2 separate regions of the Anas platyrhynchos genome follow, and region 2 is linked to region 1. The links are chromatin contacts, called in public Hi-C maps. All regions are on one chromosome and are shown on one strand. The core of a region is the stretch at or near the end of the contact, and the rest is flanking DNA. Distances in the headings are between cores, read along the strand shown.

Region 1 (6,851 bases), core at 91-2,590:
AGGAGCAGCAGCAAAAGGAGTGGTTTTATCTACAGAACTATTCAATGAAGGTAACTGTAACACTGCCTGTTCGCCGAGATAACGTCCAGCAAACAGTGAGCGCACAAAATGAGCTATTTAAGGCTGCTCCACCCTCATCTCGGCTTCCTTCTGGGGTGTACACGCTAAAGTCCAAGGGAACAGGGCACGCTATGTCTGTCTAGACAGAATCCCGCTTCACCCTGCAGTTTGGCGGGCTCCTTCCAAGCACCATTCACCAACTGACGGAAGGGCAAAGGCCCAGAACGGCGCCTATCAACCAGACAGCTCCTCTTTGGGGCACACCAGGGAGTGGGCCTTGGAGATATTTCTCCCTTTGCTTTTGTTCTGCGAGAAGGGGACCGCACAATTCCTGCTCTTAAGGCCGACCCCAGCTGTCAAAGCTGACTTGCAGTACATGACCACCTTGGAGCCGCTCCCCTACAGCACTTTGGGAAGGGGCTTTTTGTTACTTGGGGTGGGGGTGGGGCTCCCCACAAGACCTCCAACCGCCCCTCGTGCGGGCGCCGCACTCACTCTGCGTCAGCGTGACGGTGGCGGCCGCGGCGGTGATGGGGATCTCGCCGCCGTCCCCCGCGCCGCACTCCCCGCCGGGCAGGCTGATGATGGTGGCCTCCCCCAGCAGGTTGCAGATGCGCTGCTGCATGGGCGTGAGGATGACGGGGGCGGCCGCCGCCCCTCCCGCCGCCTCCTCGCCCTCCGCCGTGCCTCCTCCTCCTCCTCCTCCTCCTCCTGCTCCACCGCCTTGTCCTTCACCGCCTTGTCCTTCCATGGCGGCCCGCACCTGGGCCACCTTGCGGCGCACCTCGGTCTTGAGGTCCGACCACTTCTTCTTCACCTCGGGCAGCTCTCGGCGGCAGGTGGCCACGGCGTTGACGCGCCGCAGGATGTCGTGCCAGGCGGCGGCCTTGGCGGCCAGGGGCACGCCGGCGTTGAAGTGGTTGACCAGCAGGTGCTTGCCGCGCTCCAGCTCCTCCACGATGATCTCCACCTCGCGCTCCGAGAAGTTCATCTTGCGCTTCTTGGCCGGGGGGGCGGGCGGCGACGCCATGGCCCCGAGGGGAGCCTCGTGAAGGGCTTTCGGGGGCGCCTCGAGGGGTCGCGGCCCCCCCCGGGTCGGGGAGGGGGGCGCGGGGCCCCTCAGGGCCCTGTGGAGGCCGCGCGCCCCCTTCCCGCTCCCCCCCCCCAGCCGCGGCCCTTAGCAACCGCCAACGGTACGCAATTTGCGTACCGCCGGCAGCCGGCGGGCCCCGCTCAACGGCCTCCGCCCTCCGACACTGGCGTAATGGCTTCCAGAATCAGCCCCCCCGTCCCGCCGCGCCTGGTTGGGCCGCGCGGCTGCTCGTCACCCTCAGGGTCCCGCCCCCCCGTGGGAGAGGAGCGCGGCTATTGGTCGATCCGGCTGTCCGTCAAGGGGAGGGGCGGGGAGGCCCCGCCTCCCCGCTTCCCTCATGGCACTGGGCCTCCGTGAGGCCGGGCCCGCCCCTAAATTTCCCCGCTCTAATCCTATTGGTTGCTTCCCTGCCAATCAACGCACAGCGCCCACCCCCGTCTGGAAGCTGCTGGGTGCGCGCCACGTCCGTCAAGATCAAACGGAGGCCGGGCTCGCGATCTGATTGGAGCAACCGCAGCTTTTCCCCGCCTCCCCCCCGGCGTTTTAACCAATAGGCGCTCGCTCAGCCCTCCTATACCGGCTCGCGCGCGACGCCGCGTTCCGATTGGCTGCGAGCCGGGAGGCAGCGCGTGCCGGCGTGACGTCAGCGCCGGGAACCTCTACCATTGGGCGGCGGGGGGGCGTCACGTGGGGGCGGCGGCGCGTGGCGCGAAGGCGGAAGCGGCCGGCGGCTGGCGGCGGCGGAAGTGCCGCCATTTGGCGGCGGGGCGGGCGGCGGGAGGATGCCGGGGGCGCGGCGCTCGCTGGCGTCCCCCGTGGTGAGCGGAGTGCTCTGCCCCTGCGGCTCCCCGCGGGCCGCCGCCGCTCCCGGCACCGCTTCCGTGACCGACGGTGGTGCTGGTGGTGCTGCCGGTGGTGGTGGCGGCGGCTCCGGTGCCGGTCCCGGTGCCGGTCCCTGCGGGCGGGCGCTGTGCGAGGCCTCGGAGCAGGAGCGGCGGCTCCGGGCCCTGTTCCAGAAGCTGGACGTGAACCGCGACGGCGCCCTCTGCATCCACGACCTGGCCGTGGGGCTGGGCCGCCTCGGGCTGCACCGCACCGAGCTGGACCTGCTGGTGAGCGGGGGGCGGGGGGCACCGGGGGTACGGGCAGGGCCCGGTTTGTGCTCGGTAATCCCATGTCAGGTTTTTTTTGAAGGTTTCTGGGGCCGTGCCGGTGGCACACGAGCCCTATAAACTGCCCCGCTGGGTGCTGGGCATCGGGAGCTGCCACCTGCTGCCGGCACCCAGCTCCCGGGGCTGCCTATGGGGAGCCCCGGTGCCAGCCGTGGGGACACGGCCCCGTTTCATCGCGCTTAGTGGGGTTGAGGTCCCTGTGAGTCAGGAAGCAGCTTATCGGGGCACACGCAGCTCGGCCCATGGGTGTAGGGTCATAAAAGCGCTGCGTGTCCCGGGATGACTCCAGGGAGGGGAAGGGCCGCAGCCGGGCTGTGACCGGCAGGGAGCTTCTGAGGCAGAGGAGAAAACTGAAACGATGGCTCCTGCTCCCTCCCTGATCCCTTCACTTGCTCTGACCATGTGCATCCACTCTTCCCAAAGGTGCTAGCTCCCTTCTAACTGTAACCCCTTTTAGGTGTTGACGTTGCTTTTCGGTTGGCACCTTGCTGCAGAGCGTGATAACTCTTGGGCAGCACGAGGATCCTGGGGGTGATTTCCTGCTGCTGCTTCTAAATTTGCCATTCCATGGCAATTTGCTTCGGTGCTGAAACCCGATCGCCCCCCCTCACACCCCATAAATCAGCTGTGCACACCCTGTGACATGCCGGCCTGCTGCCCGTGGGGCTGGAGCCCTGGGTGCTGGCAGGAGGCTGTGCCCCAGAATGTTCTGTGCCCGTGTGCCGCTCTCGGTTCGCGTTCCCTTCTCCTCCCGGGGACTTTACTCCATCCAGCCTGACACTTTCCAGGCTGTGAGGATGTGCCATGAACCCAAATGCCCTTTTTACTCCTCTGCTTCCCCTCCTGCTCCGCAGGAAGCAGCTGGGTAGAGAAACGGAGCTGGTGGGGGCATCAGAGCCCCCCCTGCAGCAGTGTGAGAGCTCCGGGTAGGGGCTGAATGCAGGGTTTGGAGCTCTGGGTTCCACTTGGGCACGTGAGAGCCGGCTGGAAAGCTTCCGCCCTGTGGCTTTTTTTAAAAACTTCACAAACTTCCTGTTTCCCAGGGAGTTCTATTAAAAGCCGTTCCTTTGCCTTCCCCAGCCGGGCTCGGGGTGACACTGACACGTGGGTGCCTAACGCCACGTCGCAGTCAGGGCAGTGTAAGGTCGGGATGAAAACCTCCGATGGAGCAGACGTGGTGTTGGAGATGGGTTTGAGCACAAATCTCACGGGCTGCTTGTGCTCAGTAACTCGCTCAGGGCCTCGGGTACCTCTCACTGCTCCTCCCATGCAGGAGGACATTTGATAGGGGAGCTCCCTCCCCGTGCCTGACGGACAGCAGGGACGAACACCAGCCCTGCGATGCCAGGGCAGTGCCAGCTGTGGGCGGCTGAGCTCTGTCAGCAGGCCACGAGTCCTGGTGGCAGCAGCGCCCGCTCTGGGCTGGCACTCAGAGCAAAGGAGCAATGTTTTGTCTCCTCCAGCCTCCCGGTTCTCACCCAGATAAAGCCCCGGGCTGCGTTCAGGAAGCTGCTGCCTTTTGTTCTGGGGTGGCCTTCGGCGGCGGGGAGAGAAGTTGGACCCAGATGTCCTTTGGGGTGGAATTTGCTTATGTAAACCATGTTTTTTTTTTAAGGCTGTGCTGTTATCTTTAAGCCATTTGACAAATACCGCGTGCCAGATCTATGAGCTTTCCAGAGAAACGCTTGTTTGTGCTGGGGCCGGGAAGCAACGTGCACACCTCGCTGCCTGAGTGGGAAGGGAACAGCCACGGGAAACTGCTGTGGAGGCTCATGTCCCCTGCAGGGAGCACAGTCCTGCCTCGGGAGCAGTCAATGTTCTTGCTGCTCTCTGCCTCCCCTCCTGAAGATGTTTGTGTGGGTTTTTAGAACTGAAAATGTGTTTAATGGGAATAGGGGTCGTGCAGCCAGCACTGTGCCTCCTGCTCTGTATCTGGAGACGGCGTGTTGCTAAAAACTGATGGATTTGGCCTCTCTGATATCCTTGTTTCTCCCGGCCTTAACCTGTGTGACTGCCTCGCTCTCACCTTCCCAAAGGAAGCCACCCCAACTCTGCCTGAGTGAGGCTGTGTTACGGGCTGAGGTTCCAGCTGGTGGCCTCTCAGTCGCCTCTCCTGGCTAAGAGAACAAATGGAGATGCCCTGAGCCTGTCTGAGAGCGGTTTCACCTCATGGTAATGACACCTCAAATACCTCCAGAGGTTTGTGTTAAATCAGCCAGGAACAGGGTGTCTGCTGCCCGTGGGGAGCGGGGCTGGTGGCTCTGCGTGCTCTGAAACGTGGTGTGAGGAGAGCCCTGCTCCTGGGTGTGGGGAAACTCAAGGTGTAGGTCAGTGATTGTGCTGCAGATAAACCCTGCGTCTGTGCTTGGGGCTGAGTCAGCTCCGTTTCACCCCAGGAGGTGTTGTGAAGACGTGGACAAACCCCTCGCAACCCACCAGAGCGCCAGGCGTGATGCCTGAGATGAGGGAGGGGGACTGCAGAGAGGTGCCCTGTGTCCCCGTGGGGCTGTGCCCTGGGGGTGCTGCTCACTCCAAATGCCTGCAGGGTCCCCGAGGTGGGTGCAAGGAAATCGTGGAGCTGGTGCGAGGCAGCTGGTGCCCCGAGCCCGGCTGGTGCTGGGGCTTTGGCCTTTCCCCGGCTGCTCTGCGTGGCGGTGTTTAATTACCCGGGCTGCCTTCCCTGGTGAGCAGCCTGAAACAGATCCTCCTCCCATCCGGGGCATTGCTGGGTGGTCAGCTCGGGAGGGGAATAAATGGAATTACTGGGATAAGGGCAGGGAAACGAACCCAAAACTTTAGTGTACTTGGTGTTAGTCTTATTTTCCTCAAAGGAACACCAGTCAGTGACAGCTCTGGCTGCGCAGCGTTGCGTTAGCACTGCCACGAGGACTGCCCTCTTCTTTGGGAGCCCCCGCAAATGAGCAACACGTGGAAGAAAAGTGGTCAATGAGGCTGTGTTCATGGCTGTGCCCCTAAATGTGGGACATGAGCACGCTTCGGTGACACCCCAGAGTTTGTCAGAGCGAGGCAGAGCAGCGGTGGCATCGCTGCCAGGAGCACGGCCACTGGGGGGGGCTCGGGGCAGGGAGCTGTGCTCCGGGAGCGATTGCTGACCCCGCCAGGCCCCGAGCTGCCCCGAGAGGCGCTGCCACACAGGGTCTGTGTCCCCAGAGGCGAGCAGGGGCTGGGTGACGTGGCTGCGGGGCCGTCACGGCTCAGCTGCTGCTTTCCTGCGGGGCTGTGCCCGCTGAGCCGTGGGGTGCAGGGAGAGGCCGAGTGGCCACCTCCTGAGCGCTGAGGGCGCCCTTCTGGCCCTTCCCAGGATGGGACATGGCCGTGGTGGATCCCTGAGCTCCCCCAGCACTGTGCCTGTGCCCAGTTCCTGCGAAGACGCCTGCCTTTCGTCCTGCTGCTGTCTGGGCTCTGCCCCACCACCCGGATACGTGAGCGGGGCTGGATGGTGCTGAGCAGCTTCGGTACTTGAGCAGCAGTGGCCAAGACGTTGAGGTTCCTCCAGCGCGCTGCCAGAAGTGCCGTGCAGGGCTCCTCTTGGCTCCCTTTCCCCATTTAAAGTCTGTCAAGTCTCATCTTTCCCTAATTACGTAGGGAAAGACGAGAGGTGAGTGCCAGAGTGCTGCCAGCAGCATTCCTCGGGTGTCCCTGCTCGGGGGCGTCCCGGAGCTGCGTCACCGCGGGGTCACGCCGGGCCTGGGGCAGCTCCCCCTGCGCGGGAGGCGAGGTTTGGCTGCTCCCCTTCCCTCTGCCCAGCTCGCTTTTCACCCTCCCTCCCGCATTTTTTCGGCGTGAGCTAGCTGTCTGCTGATCGGACTTGGGTTCCTGCTGGAAGAGGCTGCGTGCTCACCCAGGAGCGGTGCAGAAGCCCTCTCACAGCAGGCAGGGGCTGGGGTTCGGCTCCTGCCCACTGCTGCCGGCCCTGAAAAACCCCAGGGCCCGCGGGAGACATGGCAGGTACTGGGTGTACGGGGTGGGATCGGAGAAGATCCAAAACACCTCAGATTTGGAACCTACCAGGAGACCTCCCTTCGCCAGCCGGCACCACGAGGCGAGCACTGTTCTAATTAAGCAAATCACGGCATCCTCCCGCTCTCTCCCTTCTCCTTTGTCTCCGTTTGGGCTTTGTCACCGCCTTCTCCTCCCGACCCCAGGGCTGTACCTCGGTGATGCAGGACAGCGGGGTCCCCAGGAGCCCTCCCCTCCTGACAGCCCGACCCTGCCAGGGGTTAGGTAGGGAAAGGAGCTTTGAGACAGCCTCGGTTTGCAATTTCTAGGAAAAAAACCATGAATTTTTGTTCCTCTTTGTGCCGGCTCAGGCCGGACCTGCTGCGTTTGTGGCATCTTCTGTGCGTGAGCGCTCGGCCTCCTGGTGCCGGGGTGGTGCTGGTGTGCGGCTCCCTGGAGGAGAGCCTTGCCTGCAGCTGTCTCATCCCGCTGTCACTGCCTTCATTGTTCTGACCTAATAACATTCCTCGCTTGGTAAAATAAAAGCTTTTTTTTTTCCCAAATAT
Region 2 (7,448 bases), core at 3,815-6,314, 180 kb before region 1:
GAACATTTCTCTTTGCCTTGACAGAAGGTTTCTCCGGACACCCGCATGCCAGCCAAGTTTGTGGATGACGAAGAGCTGGCGTATGTGATCCAGCGGTACCGGGAGGTTCACGACCTGATGCACACCCTCCTGGGCATGCCCACCAACATGCTGGGTGAGCAGCCGTGGGCTCGGCGGTCTGAGCTGCCCAGCAAACCTCGGGGATGGTGTGCAGCCACCGGCCACTCCCAGGAACCAAACGGGGCCAGACTGCTCGGATTCCCTGATCCTTCAGCCCAGAGAGGCATGCGGGGAGGTTTGCAGCATCGCTGTCCTGCAACAAGAAGCCAAGAGAGCACGGGACATGCACCTTCTGTCCCCCTGCAAGGCGATGCACTGCCGGTGGGTGGGTGTTTGTGCAGCCCCGAGGGAGCTCGGTGTCACAAGCTCTGCACGCAGGCAGAAGAGCCGGGGGTTCCTGGTTGTTCCCCAGCCACTTATCCCTGTGTCCTTTCCCCTCATTTTGTGTCTGACTCAGTGGCATGTCACAAGCTGAGCCTGGCTGATGAGCCCGTGGGAACCGGCATTTCAGGTCTCTTAGGCTTTGGCTGAGATGGGACCAGGGTTGGGAATGGGCTTTTCCATGCTGAGAGACAGGGAGAGCCATGCGGGGAATCCTGGTTTAGCATCTCCTTGCTAGAGGTCTGCAGGAACCCAGCCTGCTGGGAGGCTTTTCCCAAGCTGCTGGGACTCTGATGGCCCCGTGCTGCTCTCCCGGGGGCGGCTGCTGGGCTGTCCCTGGTGGGTAGCACAGGAGGGGGCTTGTCCTGGCATGGGATCGTGATCCCTGCCCGCTCCCTGCCTGCTCACTGCCCCCTTCCTTCCTCGCAGGCGAGGTCGTGGTGAAATGGTTCGAAGCCGTCCAGACCGGGCTGCCAATGTGCATCCTGGGAGCAGCCTTCGGCCCCGTCCGTCTCAACGCACGGTAGGCACCGATGAGGGAGGCTCTGCCCTCGGGGACGTGCCAGCCTTGGTGATGTTTTCCAGCCCAGACTCTCCCGTGTGCTGTCAGCATCTTCTTTCCCCAGCACACCAGGCAGGAAGAGCGGGGCCCAGCCTGGCTGCCCTCAGCCAGGCATGTTTGGAGCCAGCAGGACCCTTACAGTGCTGCTCCCTGCCACAACAAATCTGTTTTGGTGGCCCAGCACAGTACGGGGTTGCATGTTAACCTGAGTTCTGGTCTCAGGTTTGCTGCTGACTGTAACCCTCCCAGCTCACTGTCGTCTTTGGTGCCTGAGTTTCCCCTGTGAGATAAGCAAGAGGAATGCTAGAAGGGTGGAGGGGCACAGGGTTTGCATCTGCCTAGAAAAAGGGACTTGGAGGAGAAAATCAAAATCAACATCTTCTGCGTGCTTTGTTCCAGAAAACTGCAGGTCCTGGCTACAGAGCTGGTTCCCTGGGCAATTCGGAGCGGGCGCAATGCCAGCTGTATCCTGAACGTCTACTACGAGCAGCGCTGGGAGCAGAGCGTGGAGTCCCTGCGGGAGGAAATTGGCATCCTCCCCCCCCCAGCTGTGAAAGTGTGAGAGTTCAAGCTACAGGGAGGGGACGGGGGATCCCCCGTTGGCAGACAGCAGCCGCTCCCCTGCAGCACTCCATCTCCTCCTGCCATCTGAGCCCCATGTGGCTCTGCCACCAGCCGGCCCTGTCCCGGGGCTGAGTTTTCTCCTGCCAAGAGCTGGCACTCTCCTGTTGGTAGAGGCCACGCTGCATCTGCCCCTGCCATGACAAAACTTGACCCTTTGTGCCGTTTCTAATTTGGTGGGGAGTTGGCAAGTCCTGCTGTGCTTTTGCCAGCTGAGTTTGGCTGCTCAGGTCCCGCTGGCAGCAGCACTCTGGAACTGATGCTCTGAAATGCTGGGATGGGAAGGGAGCAGAGCCAGCACAGCAAACCACCACTTTGGTGCTCTGCAGTTCTAATGCTGCACAGGTAAATCAGGTAAATCCTCCCTCCCTGAGGTTTAAAGCCGTACGTTAGTGCTGGGTCGGAGCTAAACCTGTGATTTGCAGAGCAGCCCAGGGGCAGGTTTGGGGTGTGCATCAGCCAGAGCAGTGCTGGTGCCTAGCTCTGCCCCCCCGATGGATCAATACGGGCTGCGTTACCACACCGTGAGTGCTTTGTGCCCCTGGGAGCAGCTCAGCAGTGCTCAAGCTCTTTCAGACACGGCTCACGCCCTGGCACGCAGGGAGAACATCGGTGTCCTGGTGCAGTGTGCTGTGGCCCGGGGCAGGGTGGCTCAGCCCAGCTCCTCTTTCCTCTCTAGAAGCAGGCAGGGAAATAGCTCTGGATGTAACCCCTGCTGGATCTGCTGCTGGAGAGATCCCAGGTGGCCACTGGTCTCCCTGTAGTCCCTCCCCATCAAAAATGTGAAATCTGCACGATTGTACTGGGCTTTCAGTAGGAGTTGTCCCCCTCTTAGACAAGGAAATGGCATGATTGGGAATAAGGGGCTGAATCCTGGGAGAGCAGGAACGGAGGCTGCTGGGGTGGTTTGTGCTGGGCTGTCTGGGAGCTGATTGCTGTGTGGGTTAATTAAACAGCCACCCAGACTGCCAGTGGCTGGATTGCAGAGCTGTGAAATGCTACGGCAGAGAGCCACAAGGCAGGTGGGTCTTCTTGCTGTTGAAATTCCTTCTCGCTTAATAAAGTCTGTGGTGCAGCCCGTGGTTCATTATCCCTGTCCTTCCACTCACCCTCCCCGTCCGATGGGGAGATCTGACGTGGGTCTCTCGTTCTTTGTCTGTGGTGGTGCCAAAGGCAAGCGGCCGGGCATGCATCCCCAGGGGGACAGGAGCACGAAGCGGGCTGTGGGCTGGGGCTGCCACACAGCTCTGCGAATCCCCCATCCCGCTCCTGGAGCAGCCCCATTGCAGCTGGGATTTGCACATGTGGAATAGGTTTGATTTCCATTGTGACTCCCCATTTTCAACCCTGGCTCTGACAAGGCCCCTCTGAAGTCCATGCTAACACCAGCACATGGGCTGCAGCCGCTGTGAGCAGCAGGGCAGAGGGCTGGGATCCCACAGCAGGACATGGCCCTGAGTCACCCCCAGCACTGGGGCAAAGGGGACGTGGGTGCCGCTGCCCCCGGGTGTACCCACGCTGCTGTCCTGCGGGGCAGGGAGTTCCTGTCCCTAACAAAAACGCTAAGTCCCAGTTCTGAGATGGTTTCTTGTAATTTATGAAATATCCTCCCAGATTTTAATTTCCTATTTTAAGCAGATAATAAAAGATATTTTATAAACATACAGAGTGAGTGGGGGCTGTCATATCATACTGGTCAAGGTGATAGGAGGAATTAGCCTTATAACCATACCCAGAAACGTGCTTTTCCGTATCAGAAACATGTTGGGGCTTTGAGGCAGTTAAACTGAAGGGCAGGGGAGATTCACCTCATCCAGAAACCTGAGAGCAGTGACCAAGAAGCGCAGGAGCTGATGCTCCCGAGGGGCGTTTGGCTGCAGGTCGGACGCCAGAGGCCTGCCTGCCATGCTCACACAGCACCGGGCTGCGGGTCGCCTGCTGGGCCGGTGCCAGGGCTGCACAAATAGCACGTAATATAATTTTAAACTGCATCTGTTCAGCCACATCACTTAAGTGCCACCGTGGCTCCTGCTGGCCTTTACCATTGCTTTTCCTATCTGTACAAATAGAGGCAGTGGGGAGTAAGTGGGGAGGGTTTTGGCAGGCCAGGCACAAACCATACAAAAACGTGTGGTTTTCAGGTTGTGTTTGCTGCAGACAAGTGGCAGCTCGGCTATCACCACCAGCGGGGGGCTGCTTGGCTGTTTGGGGATGCTGTACCCCAAATACCAACACCTGGCACTGAGGTGACACTGCTGCTGAACCGCGTGCTGCCCCCCAACTGGTGCATGTTTATTAAGCCAAGGGAAGGGCCGTGCCCCCAAAATCTCCTTCCCTGGCTCATTCCCACACAGTTCCCAACAGCAGTGGCACGGCTGGTGCCAAGGGACACGCGGTGCCCTCAGCTCGACGCCCCACGGCCCCAAACTCAGCCTGGCCCCGTAGGCCGGCCTGTGGTGCTGCGGCCTGCCTGGTTTCGAGGCAGTCAGGCGGCTTCGCCTGGCAGCCTCCTGGTTTTGCCACATCACCGTGCTGGAGGGTTTTGTCAGGTTTTGTTGTGTGGGTTGTTGGTTATTTATTTTTTTTTAAGGGGTGATGATGGAATCAGAAACACGCCAGGAACCCCGCAGTAGTGCCTGCTGCCGGTTTGCTGCGTGCTCTGAAGCGTCAGGGTGGTTTGTTGTTACGTCTGGACACGGAGAGGAAGATTTTCATCCTGAACGGGAGATAAAACCACGGCACAAACACGGGGATCCACCTCCGGGCCTACAATAGCCTCGTCCTCCGGCATCCGGCCCACATCTGTCCGGCTGCTGGCGCTGACAGCAGCACCGCTGGCGCAGGCGGCTCCCCCGGGAGAGAGGAGGAGGTTGGGGGGCAAAAAGGGGGCTGAGCCCCACCGTGCACCCCCCGCTGTGTCCCCCAAACCCAAAGGGGGCTTCAGCAGGGCCGGAGCCCTGAGGTGTGGGGCTGGGAGGAGGCTGTGAGGGCTGCCCCACGCTTTCTGCCTGCTTCCTCCCCCCGCTGTAACCCAGACATTAAAAATGAGAGCCCCCCCCCCATTTCCTCAGCCACGGCCGCGTTCCCCTCCCCGCTGCACCAGAGGGGGGGGGTCCCCGCGGTGTCACCGTGCACCCGGAGCCTCCTTTTCCAGGGGGGGCAAAATACGACTCTGGTGGGACTCGAACCCACAACCTTTGAATGACTCCCGTCACGCCGCGCTAGAAGTCCAATGCGCTATCCATTGCGCCACAGAGCCGTCGGACTGCCCCGCCGCCCTCGCCGCCTTTTCCCTTCGCTCCCCCTCCTCCCTCCGGTTCTCCCCCACCTCCCCCCCTGCAGCCCCCGGTGCCGTTCCCGTTCCCGTTCCCGATCCCGGTTCCCGGGGCAGCTCCCGCTTGGTAACGGCGGCGGGGGCCGCAGGGAGGGCGGTGCCGGGCGGGACTACAAGTCCCGGCGGGCCCCGCGGGCCGTGCCGCAGCGGCGGGCGGGCCCCGCTCCCGGCCCCGCTCCGGCTCCGGCTCCCGGTGGCGGTGCAGGTGGCCGGGCCGCACCGGAGAGCGCCGCAGCCCGGTAAGAGCCGGGCCCCCCCTTCCCCTCCTCATTCTCTTACGGTGTCCCCGGTGCAGCTCCGGGTACGGGTATGGGAACGGGAGCCTCGCCCCGCCCCACCGGTGTCCCCCCCCCCCCACCCCCGAGGGGGCTGGAGGGGGCTTGGGGTCGTTTTGGGGAGAAATCGGTCGTTTTGGGCACCGGGGAGGTGCTGCCGGTACCGGGGGGGGGGGGGAAATGGGGAGAACGGGGAGCGGGGAGGGCGGTGAGGAGGTGAGGGGCCGGGCGGGGACTGCGGCAGCGAGGGGCTGGGGAGGGCGGGGGGGGTCCCGGTGACCCCATCCCGGAGCACCGGGGGGGACCGGGGGGGGTCCCGGGGAGCCTCCGGGCCTCTGCGGTTGGCTGGGGTTGGGGCTGGGTCCTGGGGGGGTCGGTCCCCAGCCCGGCCCCCCCAGCCAGGGCACCGGGGAGGAGCTGCTGCTGCCCACGGTCACGGCCTCCGAGCCCCTCCGCTGGGCTGAACCGGCCCTTTTTCAACCCAAAATTGTTGGTGAAGGCCGGTTCCTCGTGGAGGAGGTGGGTGGTGGTCAGCGGGGGTCCTCACGGAGCTGTGCCCCCCCGGAGGTGTCGAGGAGGTGCCACCCACCCGGGGCATTGCCCACGGGGAGCTCCAGCCCCGTGTGGGGTTTTGGCAGGGCTGGGGGAAGCTGCGGCACCTGGGGTCCCGCTGCCTGCCCCCACCCCACAGCACCAGAGCCCTTTCCCCAGCTCTCCTCAGCTTTCCATGCCCGGGTGACAAATCCCGGCGTTTTCCATCACGCCACCCTCCTGCGGAGCTACAGACAGCTCCGAATTTCCATGGGTTGGCTCGGCTGGACAGGAGCTGAACCCATAAGGACCCCAACCCTGCCATGTCCATACAGGGCACCGTGTGCTTGGCGTGCAGGAGAGATGAGAGGGGCGGATAAGAGGCGCCTGCCTGGGCCTGTCTCGCCTTCACGTGGGCGCTGCGATGCCGTGCAGCCCACGCAGTGTGCCCCCCGCCCGGCTCTCCCTGCCCCCTGGAGCTCAGGGCTCAGGTCTTTGGCCGAGGCGCAGGGGGTTGGCGGTGATCCGGGAATGTCCCTGTTAAACTGAGCAGAGAGGTTCCTGGGGGGGGAAATACAGTGGGTGCTGCCCTGCTGAAGGGCTGAGGGACTGCGGTGTGGGGCCTCGAGCCTGGGAGATGTTTGTTGGGAGAGCTTGGATGTGAGCGGGGAGGTTTGGGCTGGGTTCTGCGTGCTGGGGGATGTCCCCATGGCTGGGAGCAGCACCCTGGGCTCTGCTACGTCCCGACCCGCTCCTGCTGGGCTGCAGGCAGGCAGTGTGGCGTGCCAGGGCACGGTGACCGTGTGGCACGGCCTCGGCTCCTCCATCTCATGTTGTCTGTCCCACATGGGGCAGCCCTGGGCTTGTAGCGTGGCTCCCAGCTCCGCAGGCTGTGGCAGAGCCACCCGCAGCTGCCAGCTTTGGAGCAGTGCATTCATTTTCAAGAGGGAAAGGGAAATTACATGAAGGTTTCCTTCCTCTGTGGCCCACGCTCCATGCCAGGAAGGACCCGTTTTATCTCACAGCCTTTGGGGTCATGCCACTGTCTCTTTTCTCTGCCTGATGCCACTACCTGAAAAGAGCCTTCACTAAACTGCGATTGCTGCCGGGTCCTGGAGCTGCATGGGGGGGATGTTTGGGATGGGGACAGAGGAGCTGCTTGCTGGGGGGGCAGGAACAGCAGTGACAGCCCACGGGGCATGGGGACGGGGTCCCTGTGTGTCTGGAGGCAGGGACAGCCCTTCTGCTTCTGCCCCATGCCCGGCCTCGTGGCCCCCCGGCCGCTCGGCCGCGTCTCCAGCAGCGCCAGGCCAGGAAGCTGCCCGCTGACAGCAGAGTTTACAAACACGAGCAGAGCTTAAAGGACAGAGTTTCCTGTTCCTGCCCGAGCTGTGCTGGGGAGCTGGTGAAGCTGAGCTCTCCGGCACTCATGGAGGCTGTCCTGGAGCCAGGCGTATTGGGAAATTGATGCTGTGGGGACAGTGGGGTTGCGGGGAGGGATTTGGAGCTGGGCTGGGGTGAGAGCTGAGCTCACCCTGCCTTGGTGCCTTCTAAAATCTATACGGACTCTGCTGCACAACAACACTTCCAAATCCGTGCAGTGACGTTATCCTGCATCTACTGCTGCTGGGATGGGTCTGTGTCCCTGGCTGGGGCTCCCAACTAGGAACAGCCAGGCTTTTGG

The links. Hi-C and Micro-C count contacts between places; a contact is called where the count stands out from the background.
Region 2: a contact with region 1 is called in a Hi-C map of liver, with 2.5 times the contacts expected there. The contact joins the promoter of SLC27A4 here to the promoter of NAIF1 in region 1. A contact is called at or near these places in 3 of 8 Hi-C or Micro-C datasets (liver, skeletal muscle and subcutaneous adipose tissue).

What each region holds. Positions count from the first base shown.
Region 1 is chr18:8,019,690-8,026,540 of IASCAAS_PekinDuck_T2T, reverse strand. It overlaps NAIF1 (nuclear apoptosis inducing factor 1), which reads right to left and starts at 1,340. Exons shown (of 2, transcript XM_027471061.3): 1 at 556-1,340. The coding sequence starts at 1,090. It overlaps SLC25A25 (solute carrier family 25 member 25), which reads left to right and starts at 1,878. Exons shown (of 11, transcript XM_072025312.1): 1 at 1,878-2,265. The coding sequence starts at 1,936.
Region 2 is chr18:8,197,959-8,205,406 of IASCAAS_PekinDuck_T2T, reverse strand. SLC27A4 (solute carrier family 27 member 4) reads left to right here and starts at 5,064. Exons shown (of 13, transcript XM_027470622.3): 1 at 5,064-5,197. It overlaps TRNAR-UCU (transfer RNA arginine (anticodon UCU)), which reads right to left and starts at 4,883; the gene lies at 4,792-4,883. It overlaps COQ4 (coenzyme Q4), which reads left to right. Exons shown (of 7, transcript XM_027470627.3): 5 at 25-154; 6 at 871-964; 7 at 1,403-2,699. The coding sequence ends at 1,565.